Regions from separate parts of the Mus musculus genome. Here regions 1 and 3 are each linked to region 2. A link is a contact called in public HiChIP or PLAC-seq and promoter capture Hi-C data. All regions are on one chromosome and are shown on one strand. The core of a region is the stretch at or near the end of the contact, and the rest is flanking DNA. Distances in the headings are between cores, read along the strand shown.

Region 1 (4,623 bases), core at 1,904-4,403, 310 kb after region 2:
CAGGTAAAAGTATAGAACATGGCCACCCTTTAAAGAGGGAAAAAGAGAATCCAAAGACTAGAGAGAGGGTACCTAGCAAATAACTTTGCTGACAGCCCTGTGTGCACCCTGCTTTCTCTCTTTCTTATGCCAAGTGGGTCTTCTGAGTCCTGGATTTTGTCTGGATTGGTGGTGAGGAGAGCTCTACAGAGGCAACCAGGAAACAGTGGGGGCAGGGAGAAAACAGCAAACTTGAGGCTATAGTTTAGAAAATATCAATGTCTTTAATTATTCTCGTATCTCTACACCTGCAGCTTCTTGAAAACTGTTCACAAGCTCTCCACATCTAACTCTACCCTGTTTATTTTTTATTGGGGTTGTTGGGTTTTAAGAGGAGGAAAGGAATTACAAGTGGACCTTAGCCAAAAAAGCTCATTGCCTCTGGCCTGGTGAAAACACCAAAAAAAAAAAAAAAAAGGGGGGGGGGTGGTGGTGGAGGAAAAGGGGAACACAAAGCATAATCTCTAGGTGTTAGTTTGGGGTAGGAAGGCTTAAATTATTGAAGGGATAACCAGGAAAGAAGGGGGAGTCTATGAAAGTGGGTATAGTTTGTGTTTAGAAGGTAGGCTTGTTAACCTTGACTTTGCTTTTTGGTATGGCTAGGACAAAGTTTTTTCTACCCTCCACCCCAGTCCAGCTTAGGGTTTATGGTGAGGGAATAAAATTAAACCTTTGCATGACATATGAGCCATTAGGATATGTGTTAGTTACATTGGTGCCTTACTCCTTACTCATCTCCACAAGCACAGCCACGGCCATCTTCTGGTCAAAGTCTCTAGGGACTGGCTACCAAGGCTATTTTTGCAGAGTAGACCCAAGAGGGCAAGGCTCTGCCCTCTGCGCGCCAAAAGAGTGCATATGCTTGTGTGAGTGTGTGTAGAGGAACACAATATGTGTGTGTGGTGTGTGTGTGTGACACAGGTTGCCATTAGGCATGAGTGTGCAGTTGCATCCATATATAAACCTTATACAAAGCACCACACACAAGCTTCAGGCCACCCCAGTCTGATTCGCTCTCAATAGTTCACCTACTTCTATACCAATGACCCGGCCTCCATCAGCATCACCAGGAGCCAGTTTCTTGGGGAGCGGGTTTATTTCTACCCACTAGGCCTTTTTTGGTGCATTTTGTTCCAACTTTTCAGGGAAAGTCGTTCCCTTTTGCAACACAATCCTGCTCCTGTTTCAAACTCCGGTTCCCTGCCCCCAGTACAGCAAAGGGTCCTGAAAACCCTCAGTTACAGAAGAAATGAATCTTGAACCCTGAGCTTGAACTCTGGCTGAGCATTGAACCAAAAATCACAAAGAAATCCAACCAATGCCTCACTCCTTCTCAGGAGTAAACCGCTTGCCACGCACACAGAAAATTTCAAACCACTCATTTATAAACTGCTTTTGAAAACCACTGGGGGCAAAAACATAACCAGAAAAAAATATAGAAAAGGAAAAAAAAGAGGCCAGAGGTGGTGGGAGAAGAAGAAAGAAGGAGAAGAAGAAGAAGAAGAAGAAGAAGAAGAAGAAGAAGAAGAAGAAGAAGAAGAAGAAGAAGAAGAAGAAGAAGAAGAAGAAGAAGAAGAAGAAGAAGAAATGAGAAGGAAAAGGAGCAGAAAAGCAGGGAAAAAATTTTCCAACGCCCTAATTCAAAGCCATCCTTAAGCCAAGCATCTGGCGGAGGGAGGGATGTGGCGGGCAGCCCTTCACCTCCACCTCTTCCGGCCTCAGCCTCGCTGCCCAAGGCTCCTGCCGAGACAGAAATTGCAGGGGCACAAACTGCACGCACAAATCCGACCCACAAACAACAAATTGTGTTTCTAGTAAACATTTTTCCAACTAGGAATATGCACTGAAGAGACATTATTCATCTCTAAGCCTTCTCTGGTCCCTGGCCTAAGGATCGCCATTTTAAGCTTTTTGTGAGCTTTGACCTGAGCTGGGGACATTAGCCCCCCAGGACATCCTCACTGAAAAAGCAAACCAAAGCCATCACGCGCCTAGGAATGGCCACCGATCCGGTGCAGCACAGGGTGCCCGTAGGCTTCCTGTAGTGCGCCCCTCCTCCGCCTATGCAACCAAGGGCCGGGCTGGCCTGGCACTTCCATGTCTCGGTTTACCTTCCACTGCTAAATGACACGCTACCAGCCTGGAGCTCAGCAAACAGGAGCCTCAAGCCCGGGTCAATTCAGAACCTTTGAGTTCCTTAGGCCTCTGCTCAATTCTCCCTTATCTTCCTGCCCCAAATCCTGACCACGAAGACTCGCACCCCCAACGTTCCAGCCCGCCCCGCGGCCCAGACGGCCTTACCTTTAGCTTCGTTATCCGAGGTGTCTGGACTGGAGTCTGCGGTCTTGGCCCGTTCCTTCTCGCTCTCCGAGGGGCTGGCTTTTGGGCCCGCCAGGCTTTGCTCTGTCTTGATCTCATTGGGACTGGGGGTCTGGCTGTCGGACTTGGGGGTCTCAGGAAAACTCACTTTGCCCCCAAGCTGAGGCGATTCCAGATGTTCGGTGCGCGGGTTGAGACTGGCCCGCTGCTCAAAGGGGGCTTCGAACTCGTTGGCCCCAGCACAGTGGGGCGTTTTGTCCAGCGCGGAGTAGCTCGGGCTGGCTCGGTAGTAGCTGGGTACAGGTACCTCGTGCTCCCCAAGGCAAGACTCCGGCAGGGGGTGGGAGTAGAGAGCTGCCTCAGGGCCACTTTTCGCCCGCTTCTCTGCACTGTACATGCAGCAGACATTCTCCTCCTTGACACTAGGTGGGTAGGAACAGGAGGACAGAGGCCTGCCAACAGGTTGTTCCAGGCGGTAGGCGGCTTTGGGGTCGCCCCAGGAGTCCAGCTGCGAGAGGTAGGACGGGTAGGTGTTGAGGGCTAGGTTTGGGCTGCCTCCCTCGTCCCTCTTGGAGAGAGAGGGCGCGAGCCCGCAGCCCCTCATCACCCCGCAGTTGAAGTCACTCCCAGATTGCATATACATTCCTGCGTTACGGTTATAGCGCTCTCCTCCTCCCGGCGCAGCCAAGGGCTCCGCGTACGAGTTCGGAGTTACATTGCGAGGGCATGTCATTTTCAGAGAGAGGGGTTTTTAAGGAGCAATACTACAGCGGAGGAGCTGACATCTTTTTTCCCCCATCCGGGAAGGGGGGGGGAGCGGTTGGAGGGGCGGGAGGAAAAAGAAGGGGAGGGGGGAAATATCAGCTCCATAATTATCCGCGCATTCGGTCCTCACCATGTGACGGCTAGACCAATGGGATTTGAAAATGGCCTTGATGATTCAGACGGTCGTGACGTCAGCGGGGTCAAGTTGTCGGCAGGCGGAGCGCTCAGCGTGGAGTAACAGCGCCACCTAGCAGCTGCCTCGGGGTAGGGGCACCGGAGCCCTTCCTGGCGAACAAAGGAAGCGCCCCCCGGGCTGCAAGGGCGGTGGGGTAGTGGTGGGGTAGGTGGAGGGACATGGGACTGTTCTGTGAAGAGTGGGACTTGTTTACTAGAGAATCAGCCTGTAGCTCCTGAGGAGAGGGGGGTGGAGAGGGGGGAAATGCGGGACAGAGTAAGGCAACCGGGGCTCAAAACAGTCAAATTCAAAGTAAAAGGTCAAGACAAGATTCAGGTACTCTTTTCCCTCTCTTCACCTTACACTTTCTTCACCCCTGTTCTCCTGTTTCTTCTCTTGGGTTGGTAGCCGGGTAGTGTTTTGGGGGAGATGGGAAGAATCTCCAGTGGGCTTAGGGTAGAAGAGAAAGTTCAAGAATCAAAAGCAAGCTGAAGTTTCTGTTCTCCTGCCTCCTGGTCCGGCTTGGCCCTTGGGTCTGAGCTCTCCCTACCGTAGGTCTTGGAGGTTAGTTGAGTTGCAAGTTCCTTTTTCGGTACTAACTGGGAGTCTCCAGTGTCTGGAGTGGGCCCGGGCCCGGGTCACAACCACTCAAGGGATTCTGGGCAAAGGAGGATCTTAGTGGGCCTAAGGATCAGTGCAGGAGGGAGTTGGAGATTAAAGGTATCTTTCTCCAACCCTGGAGTTGCGGTCTGGGCCTTACTGGATAAGCCTCTCTCTCGGCTTTGCCCTTAGAGCCTTAGAGAGGGTTCCATAGGCTGCTTTGCTCCATGGCCCGGCGGCCCTCTTTTCCTGTTTGACCTTGTCCCTACTTTTTAAAAAAAGGAATATTTCCGGAGAGAAAGCTCGAACCTCCAGGCCTTGCTTGGGTTGGAGGCATGTGTATCCACATGGGAAAGGCTCAGAAGAAACAATTAAACTCCATCCGAGAAGGGTCCTTTTTAAGCGATTGGGCTGGGAGTATTTTTTTAAAGAAGAGGAGCGGTCTATTTTTTTGCGTGCTTGCTAAAGGGGAATCGTACGGGAGGCCGGGAGGTTAGGAGGGATGTGTGTTTGAAATAGTTCTCCATCACTTTTCTTCCAAAGCGAACTAAACTCTCCACCCCTTCCTCAGGAAACGGAATCCGGAGAATAACTTGTCTTTCCGGTAGCTCCGCATTTTTCCCTGGGCAGAGGCTGTGGGCTTTCCATTTTCCCCCGAAAGACCAGAGCCTGGCTGGGAAAGGACTCCAGGGCCGAGCTCCCTGGAGTGGATGAGTGAAGAAGCT
Region 2 (4,767 bases), core at 998-3,497:
ATTCTGCAAACTGAAGAGGTGCAAGAACCTACAGAAACCTCAGAAACCTGGTGACTCTGGGATAAGACAAATTCAAACCCAGCCCAAGCTACATAATGAGACTGTCTCAAAAAAAAAAAAAAAAAAAAAATTTGTTCTGAGAGAACAAGGAAACAAAACTGGAACGGGGTTTTGGCACTGCCCTTCCTTAGAAAGAGCCTTTTCCTACAGCTCTGCTTCCCTAAACCCAGTACATTAAGGTGCTAGTGACAAAGGCTCAGTATAGTTTTAAAAGTAAAGGTGAGGGATATGCAGGCAAGTTAGCAAGGGTCTGTTACTACATGCAGCTGGTTAGCTCAGCTGCAAGGGGGAACAATGAGGAAGAAGCAGGCTGAGAGATACCACACAGTGCAAGAAAGAGAGAAAATGACACAGAGATTTCCCCATACAACCTCAGCTCTCCTAGTGCTGGGGTCAAACACAGGGCTTTTAAAGATAGCTAGACCATATGCTCTTAGCATTTACACCCAGCCCAACAGAACCAATGGGAAAGGAGTTCCCCAAGTACCATTTTCCTCACTCTTTAAGCTGGTTCCACTAAATTACATTAATTTTGGTTTTATGAGACGAGGTCTTATTTTGTAACCCAGGCTGGCCTCAAACTAGCAACAATATAGCCTCAGCCTGAGTGCTGGGGTTACAGGTGTGAGCAACCACACCTGATTAAGAAGACCAAAAACATCCAAGGAAACTAGTTTCACAGACTCTATCCACATCGTCACAAGATTTTTAAAAACTCATTGACCGGTATAGTAAATACTTGAACTACTCAATACATTAAACATTTTGCTTCAACTTGTCCAACACATATGATGAGAATAAATTCTCTTTGACATTTGCAAGAAGGAAAGTAAGGAGGTTTGAACAGATAGGTCAGTGGTTAAAGTGCTTGTCATACAAATAAGAAAACCAAAGTTCAAATTCCCACATAAATGCCAGGTGAGTATAGATGTCTGCCCTGGCTACGTGGCAAAGTTGATTCCAGTCAGACCTACATGAAACTCTCAGTGAGAAAACTAAAACAAGTTGATGTGGTGGCACATACCTCTAGTCTCCGAATTTGGAGGGTAGAGGTAGGTGGTCCTCTGTGAGTCTGAGGCCAACATGGCTTACATAATGAGTAGCTAGGGCATCAGGAAAGGGAAAGGTAGAGAGGGACCCTGTCTCAAAAAACTTTTTTTCCTTTAAAGAAAGAAAGAAGAAAAAGCTTTTTTTCTTTTACTGACAAGAGTTTGATATGTACACTTACAAGGAATATAAATGAAAACAGGAGCTAAGGAAGACTCTTAGAAACAATCCTGGAGTCCAACTAAAGGAAAGAAGCTGGGAGTTAAATTCCTACACTAACACACAGACACAGGTAGGCAGACTCATGGGTCTCTAAACTGCTGGCCAGTGTCTTGAAAGAAATGCTCTGATCCTGTTCTAGGGGGCAGAACAAGCAGAAAGGATCAAGGGACAAGAGAGTTAAATGCACTTCTATAATCACAATTCTCATGTAAGCAAGAAGGCTGAAATGGATCTTACAGTATGAGTTCCTAAAGTCTGAAGGAGGGGAGAGTAGGAGAGAAGAATAAGGAGTCAGAAAAAGATATTCCAAAATCTATACTAGCTCTACCAAGTATTCCTGAACCTGGATGGAATGCTGACTCTCAATCATGACAGAATTACATACTAAGGATTAACAGGAAAATAAAAACAAGTTTTGTAAAGGAACAGGACATGGAATTGCCAAAAGGTAGTCGAATTCTGACCACCACCAGGAGGATCTGGGACTGACAAAACACCTCTCTTCTGCCATTGCAACTTGGGGGACTAGAATATGAGGGTTTGGGGAAACTCAAGTAGGTATGATCCACAACAAAAACCATCGGGGAGAACTTGAAAGACACCCCTCCAGCGCAATCAGAATTCTCCTAAGGACCCTGCATGTTCTCTTCAACTTTGCCACCGACTCCTGCTCTCTTGCCGGCAAGGCTTCCTACTCTATACCGCGGCTCTAGCTCCCATTGTAGGCCACACTTGCATTGCACAGATAGCGGGAGCTTTGGCCCCCGAGGCCTGCCCGGAACCCTCTCCCGGCCCCAGCTGATGAGCCCCACCTCCCGGACCCCCTGGACACCACAACGGAGCCACTGGCCCTCCAGCTCCTACCAAAATCAGCGCCTCCATCTTGCCCGTAGCTGCTGCCGACGTGGAGTCGCACAAGCGACGTCACCGCTGATTGGCCCTGAGTCTTCGCTAGGTCCCGCCTCAAAGAGGCAACATTGGGTGAAGATGAGCCAGCCTTCGCGTCTTGACCAGTCAGCGTAGTCACTCGCTTCACGGAAGCCAACTGTCCAGCCAGAAGAGGCAGCTGTTAGATTGTCACCCGGAATTTTCAATGAAAGGCCAAAACCTCAGCACTGAAGGGGCGGGAGGATCATTGAGGGCGGTGTTGTTTCCATGGGGAACGGAGGAAGCGATTGTTACTTTGCTATTGGTAGGAGGAAGCCACGTGATTCTGTCAGCCTCCAATTCGCACTCGCTATAGGGGGTGCTATGTGTAGCCCTTAACATTAGCCTTGCTGAGAAGCCCTACCCGAATACAGATTCCCATCGCCACCATTAGGATATCCACAGCTGTAGTGTCCTTGGGTCATTTCAACAACCTCGGAAAGTTCACCAAGTTAGCTATAGGCAGCCAAGCGTTAACTACACAAACCAAGGTCTCGAGAAGTATATCCCAGGATATACACGTGTGGCATGCACACATACCCAATAAATATATATTTTTTTAAGATTTATTTATTTCATTTATATGAGTACACCGTAGCTGTCTTCAGACACACCAGAAGAGGGCATCAGATCTCATTACAGCTGGTTGTGAGACACCATGTGGTTGCTGGGAATTGAACCCAGGACCTCTGGAAGAGAAAGCACCCAATGTTCTTAACCACTGAGCAATCTCTCCAGACCACCCCCCTCAATATTTTTAATGTAATTTACTTAAAAAAAAAAAAAAAACTGTGGGGACTGGAGATATGGCTCGGTAGTTAAGAGCTCATATTCGATGGGCAGTGGTGGCACATGTTTTTAATCCCAGCACTTGGGAGGCAGAGACAGGCGGATTTCTGAGTTTGAGGCCAGCCTGGTCTACAAAGTGAGTTCCAGGACAGCCAGGGCTATTTAGAGAAGCCCTGTCTCGAAAACAAAAACAAAAAAAAAGAGCTCATACTCTTCGTGTGGAAGACCTGAGTTCAGTTGCCAGCTCCTATGCCCCGTTGCTCAGCTTCAGAGAATCTGCTGCCCACTGCCCACTTTCTGTCTGGGAGTTGAGTACAGGAGACCTGCACTTTGATGGACAACGTTTTCCCACTTTGGTTCAATTTGAAATAGGATATCAAGGCATTGGAGATTAGAGCGAATGGAAAGAAAGCTATCAGCTTCTGACCCCCAGAACAATAAGAGTTACAAGGCCAGAGATCATTAGCCTTTGACCTCCATCTTATGCTGTGTCCCACCTCAGTACCTGACCCTACCAGGGCTGGCCCCCCTACACCTCTCCGTGATCTCTGCATCAGTTCCTACCTCCAGGTTCCTGCCCTGCCTGAGTTCCTGTAGTTCCTGTCCTAACTTCCTTCAATGATGAACAGCCATAGGGAAGTGTAAGCCAAATAAACTCTTTTCTCCCTAACTTACTTTTTTGGCCATAGTGCTTCATCACAGCAATAGAAACCCTAAAGTCAGTATATCTGTGCACCCTTTACATACCTGGTACCTGTGGAGGCCAGAAAATGATATCAGATCCCATTGAACTGGAGTTGCAATGGGATTGTGAGCTGCTATTTGGGTTCTGGGAATCAAACCCGGGTACTCTGGAAGAGCAGCCATAGTTGTTAAAGGATGAATCCTCTCTCCTGTCCCAGTGGCGGGCATTGTTCTTGCTTTGGCAGATTAATGATAATAATAACATTTTTCTGCCCATTTATTATGTGCTAAGCATAATGCTCAACCATTCAATTATTTATTGTTTAATATAACTGGTGGGGTTGTTTGTTATAGTTGAATTTTTGTTTTTAATATTTTTATTATTTCAGAGTTCCATGCAATGTACTTTGATCACATTCAGAACCTCCAATTCCTCTCCTCAATTCCTCCTAGATCTACCTTTGTACACCCCAACTTCATGTCTTTTGTTTTGTTTTGTTTTTTCTTTGTTTTGTTTTGTTTTTTGGTTTTTGGTTTTTGGAGACAGGGTTTCTCTGTGTAGCCCTGGCTGTCCTGGAACTCACTCTGTAGACCAGGCTGGCCTCGAACTCAGAGATCCGCCTGCCTCTGCCTCCCAAGTGCTGGGATTAAAGGCATGCGCCACCACACCCGGCATGTCCAGTTCTTTTGTTGTGGTTTTGGTTTGGGTTTTTTGAGACAGAATCTCTTTCTAGCTCTAGCTGTCTTGGAACTGACTCTGTAAACCAGGCTGTTCTTGAACTCACATAGATCTATCTGCCTTTGCCTCCCGAGTGCTGGAATTAAAGCCACCACTATCCAACTTTGTTTTTGTTTTTTAATAAGCCATTAACGTCTGTTCATGCTGTTCATATATTTCTGGATATAGGATCCTCTTTTGGAGCATAGTGTTGCTTTTTTGAGACAAAGTTTCACTCTAGCTGAGACAGGCTCAAACTTCCCATAATCCTCCTACCTCAGTTTCCTGAGTGCCCGGGTTACAGGTGTGAGCCAACAATT
Region 3 (4,901 bases), core at 899-3,398, 260 kb after region 2:
AATCCTTTTTTAAATGAGATAGGAACACTGACGGTGCTAAACATAAATATAAATACAGAGACCACAAATACAGCTAGAAATATTCACACAGAAACGGTCACAGTTCGAAATATGCCATAATGACCCCCAGGAATCTTTAAATACAATTTGCCTGGACTGGGCATTTGCTGGGGCAGAGGGACCGGGCAGGGACTGGGGAGAGGCCCTGGGGGTTGTTGCAGGGCCAAGGCGCGCCCTCCTGAGGCCTCCTGCCCTCCGGCTGTCAGGCCGGGCCCTGAGGCCCCCGAGTGGAGGCCCCAGGCCCTGGAGCCAGCTCTCTGCGCCGGAGGGCGGGGGTGAAGGGCGTCGGGGGTGGGGAGGGAGCCTAGGGCTCACTTGGAGAGACATCTGAGGAGTCTGAAGCGAGGTTCAGGTCTCCTAGGCCTAGGCGAGGGAAGGGGCCTGCAGACAAGCCAGGAAGAAGCTAGCGAGGGAGCTAGAGGAAGAGACGAGTGAAGAGTTGTGCAGTGAGGGAGGGGGTCCAAAGCTGACTTTTAGGTCCACGTCTGACTCCCTGTTTTGTTTTAGGAAGTCACAACACATCATTGTGCCAGAGATAAATACAGAGTGTGTGATTCGGGGAGCTGGGATGAGCAAGGGAGAAGAGAGGGGTGCAAGGACAGTCCTGGTCACTCTTTCTGCTTCTCTTCTTCTGTCTCTTCTCGCTTTTCCTCTTTTCCTCCCAGGCTGTCGGCGGTTGCCCCTCCGCCACCCCCTGAGAGTGTGGACGTGAGATTAGATTCTTTTTTCCACTTCATGCGGCGGTTCTGGAACCAGATTTTGATCTGTCGCTCGGTCAGGCACAGAGCATTGGCGATCTCGATGCGCCGGCGCCGAGTTAGGTAGCGGTTGAAGTGAAATTCCTTCTCCAGTTCCAGGGTCTGGTACCGAGAGTAGATCTGGCGGCCGCGCCTCCGGTCCGCTCCGTAACCGACCCCTAGAGATCCAGGCACAAAACACACTAAAAACAATCAGCAAGGCGTCCTCTGCAGACATTTTCGTCTAGCAAAGTCCAGACCCTCTCAACTTGGCCCACAGCTCGCAGCCCCTTCGGGCTTTAGCTTTCTCCCTTTTGCCCTGCCCCACCCCCACTGGGGGGACAGCCAGAACCCCAACTTCATTCAGTTCTCCCACGAGGTGGGAGAAGTGTGTCCCAAAGAAAGCTGGGGGGCGGGGCAAAAACAGGCAGAAAGCTGGCTGTCTAAAAGCTGATTTTTAAAAAAAAAGTACCAACTACTGGGGATAAGGACCCCATCTCTCAAGGATTGGGCTCCCCCACCTTCCCCAACACTCTAGATCCCTGGAAAGTTCTCCCCACTTCTTTGCCCTTTCCTAACTCCCTTCCTTTTCTCCGGCCTAACTAGACTTTGGGGGGCTCCTCCACCTTCTGTCCCCTCCCCTCATTCCCTGCCCTGTTTCTACCCCCTCAGCTCCTCTTGGAGCCCTCCAATCCGTCAGGGACCGAGGGGGCCAGGCCCTTGCGAGCCAGCGCGGAAGGCGAGCAGAGGGGGCTGAAGAGGGGGCCCTGTCTCGGTGTCGGCGAGGAGACGAGCGTGATTGTTTTTATGGGGCCATAAAAAACTCTCTCCGCCCGTTCTTCTAGGGAAGCCGGTCATAAAGCCAGTTCAGTTTATTTAATTTATATCTCGGAGCTGTAAAACTCACCACTGTGCGAATTCATTCGCTGCATCCAGGGGTAAATCTGGATACTGGCTTTCTGGTCCTGGGGCGCAGTCCTGCCCTGCTCAGAACTAAAATCCTGAGCGATTGAGGTCTGTGTGTTATGTCCTAAGGTGTTTTGTCTGCAGTTTGAGAGCATGTCTTTCTCCTGGTAAAAGGAATTAGATCCATAGTCATACGGCCCCCGGCTGGAACTGAACACGACATTCTCCTGTGGCGAATAAAAGGGAGTCGAGTAGATCCGGTTCTGAGCTACGGCTGCTCCATAGGTCGAGAAATGCCTCACTGGATCATAGGCGGTGGAATTGAGGGCGACGTTGGGGAGGACGTCCTGGCCCCCGGCGAGGTGGCAGGATAAGGAAGGGTTAGTGAAGTAGGAATTCATCCCTTTGCCTTTACCTGGTCGGGCTATGATTTCTTTAATATTTATTTCTGTCTCCAGTTTGTACTCGGAACTAGATGGTTATAGGGACGGCTCCAATCCAGGACAGACAAAATGACAAAGTCAGCTGACCCCCTTCCAGCCAATCGCAAGCCAGATGTCAAGAAAGGGGAAAAAAATCGCTTCTGCTTCTGTTGATTCCCTAGTTGAGACTAAGTATGTGCTTTGAAAGTAAGACTTAGATTTCTTTTAAGAATATATGTATGTGGTGTGTATATATACACACCACACACATATATATGAACTGGTTGGGGGTGGGGTGAAGGTCTATGAGCAGGGCCTTGTTCCCAGCGGAAGGAAAGGTCTAGTCCCAGGAAATCTCCCCACCCCAGCTAACTTTGCTGTGCTGTGGCAGAGTGATCCTTGTTTTCAGACCCATTTCATCTATTGTATCTAAAATTAAATTCTGGGTGCTTCATTTGAGGAGATCCTTCCCAGTAGAAAGAGGGTCCCAGAAATTCTAGAAGATATTCTGGGCTTGACACTCATAAAGCGAGTCCCCATCACTAGACAGCATATTTTTTTCCAATATTTTTTTTAAATCAAAAGGAAAAGGAAATTTCCTGAAACATGGTGCACAGAGGAAGGCAGTGTGGGAGACAAACAGATCTACAGGGGGTGGATGAGACTGCAGAGCACAGTGAGGATCCTGAAGTGTGTGCATCTTTTCTCTTTTGCCTCCTAACCTTGTGCTCCTCCCCAGGACCTACCTTTTGGGGAAACTTTTATAATATTTTTACTTCAAAGAAAGCATTATAATAATACACACACAGAGAGAGAGAGAGGGGAGAGAGAGAGAGAGAGAGAGAGAGAGAGAGAGAGAGAGAGAGAGAGAGAGACTGAGATTCTTTTTAAAGAAATCAACTCCTGTTTGTGTTGGTGAGAATTTATGATTTGGAACCAGCTCAGGCCAGGCCAGTGGTATAATTCACATAGGATGCATCCCGAAAGAGGAAATTTGGTGGTACTCCAATGAATAGATACCTCCCAACACACTCAAGCTCCAGTTCAGATCAGAAGACCCTGTCTGCTCTGGATTCACTGCCCTGCCAAAGGAGGTGCCCCTGGACCTGAGTTGTAAGGCTGGAAGACCCCAGGAAAGGTATTCCTGAGGATCACTTGGTCTCTTGCCTCAGCCAGTCACCACTGGAGTCTCCATTACCTCCATTTTCTCCCCCACCTTGAGGCTGAGAAAAGGGAGGAGGGAATTAGGAAATAGCAGTTTTGTAGATGCTTCAGCGACAGAGAGAGCTGCAGTGAGTGAACAGCAGAAGGTGTGCAGCTGGGGTTTCCCTCTGATTAATCCAAGCAGAATTTGATATCGACATAGACTGGAAATGCTTGGAGCTGACAAAGAGAAGATGGTGAGGTACATGCAGGAAGCAGTGAAAGCTCATATTTTCCCCTCACTAATTTTTTTTTTGAGACTGACTATAACAAGAACCCGGATGTTGCCGCGTTTTATGATCTTTCCCTTCTGTGTAACAAAGCGGAGTAATCAATGGGTAGCAATAAAGCCATAAACGGGACTATGCTGGGGAAAAAAAAACTCGTTTATTCATCTTCTGTAACGCTAAGGTTTCCCTGGAGTGTCACTAGGGGGTGGGGTGGGGGATAAAGTTTCGAACCCAAAAGCAGACAGTGTGTAAGAGCTAGTGCAGACAAAATGTTAGTTAATACATGGACCTCTTTAGGGGGTTGAGGAGTCTTCCTGCCAGACAAGTTGTGTTGGCTTTTAAAAACCCAGTCCCTGCCTTTGAAAAGGAGGAAAACTGATTGGAATTTAGAGGAGTAGAAGAAAGACCCCTGTTATTATTGAAGCTACAAGTACCCTTTGACTACACTATTTTCTTTCCAAGATGAAGAGGGCAGAGGAGAAGGTTTCTAATAAGAGAGAGATTTTTAAAAGTTAATCTCATCTGGGGGGTTAACATAGCAGTTATCCCTAAACACAACAGTAGTGTATTGCTTTTTGCTTTCCAATCCAACTGTGCTCAAATTCATGGCATGCCTGGGCAGAGGTTTCCAACAGCTGGCTGGGGCTCCAGTCCCCCTACAGGGCAAGAGGTAGGAGGAGAAAAAACTGAGGGGGGTTATCCTGGGCTGAGCTAGGGAACAAGCCAGTGCCCCCCTGGACACCAGTAACCTCTTTCAAAGTTCCCAGCCTCCTGTCTGCCCTGAGGGTAACAGTGTAACAACGTGTAGAAGCCATGGCAAGAAAGAGTAAATTCCCCTTCCTATTTCAGAGCTGGGATTGCTAGATAAATCATGTCAGCGGTACTTCCTTCAAGATATTAAATTGTTGCAATGTAAAACAAATTGAATGATGGAAGATAGGATGTCTTAATGAAGTTTTGCCTTCCATGGGTGTGGATTCTTTTGTATACTTAAAAAAAATTTTTTTTATGGATGTGTGGGGGAGGGAGGGATGAAGGGGTTTTGGGGGGAGTCATGTGCTACAGTCCCTTAGCAAGGATGCCTGAGTTTCCTGGAGTACTTCCCTCTAGGGATTCAAGGGGCCCCAAAGTTGGGGAGATTCTCTTTTGGGGCCTAAAGGTGGTGTGCTCAGGGGTGGGCGACCTGAGGAGCAGAATGTAAGTCTCGGGGCCCGGAAAAGTTAAGTGTTTTATTACGTTCCTAAACAGAGGGCAGATCCTGAAAGGTCTCGCCGATTTATAATGAACAGAAACCAGCTGCTGGGGAAAAGGCAGATATGCTGGAAGGGGGAGACCAGGGGAAG

The links. HiChIP or PLAC-seq counts read pairs in DNA pulled down with a chosen protein or histone mark. Capture Hi-C pulls out chosen DNA fragments and counts their contacts.
Region 1: a contact with region 2 is called in an H3K4me3 HiChIP or PLAC-seq map of neural tube, with 3 times the contacts expected there. The contact joins the promoter of Hoxc10 here to the promoter of Copz1 in region 2. A contact is called at or near these places in 10 of 39 promoter capture datasets (the 3T3-L1 cell line, cranial neural crest, embryonic stem cells and 6 more), 1 of 484 Hi-C or Micro-C datasets (embryonic stem cells), 3 of 115 datasets of contacts at active chromatin or transcription factors (extraembryonic endoderm stem cells, neural tube and stem cell-derived neural progenitor cells) and 3 of 9 other capture datasets (adipose tissue, liver and pancreatic islet).
Region 3: a promoter capture Hi-C map of adipose tissue shows a contact between it and region 2. The contact joins the promoter of Hoxc6 here to the promoter of Copz1 in region 2. A contact is called at or near these places in 9 of 39 promoter capture datasets (the 3T3-L1 cell line, cranial neural crest, embryonic stem cells and 4 more), 1 of 15 datasets of contacts at CTCF or cohesin (the NIH/3T3 cell line), 5 of 115 datasets of contacts at active chromatin or transcription factors (embryonic hindbrain, embryonic stem cells and neural tube) and 3 of 9 other capture datasets (adipose tissue, liver and pancreatic islet).

What each region holds. Positions count from the first base shown.
Region 1 is chr15:102,965,326-102,969,948 of GRCm38.p6, reverse strand. It overlaps Hoxc10 (homeobox C10), which reads right to left and starts at 3,153. Exons shown (of 2, transcript NM_010462.5): 1 at 2,341-3,153. The coding sequence starts at 3,091.
Region 2 is chr15:103,270,368-103,275,134 of GRCm38.p6, reverse strand. Copz1 (coatomer protein complex, subunit zeta 1) reads right to left here and starts at 2,247. Exons shown (of 9, transcript NM_019817.2): 1 at 2,194-2,247. The coding sequence starts at 2,211.
Region 3 is chr15:103,006,809-103,011,709 of GRCm38.p6, reverse strand. Hoxc6 (homeobox C6) reads right to left here and starts at 2,148. Exons shown (of 2, transcript NM_010465.2): 1 at 1,705-2,148; 2 at 1-976. The coding sequence starts at 2,104. The coding sequence ends at 669.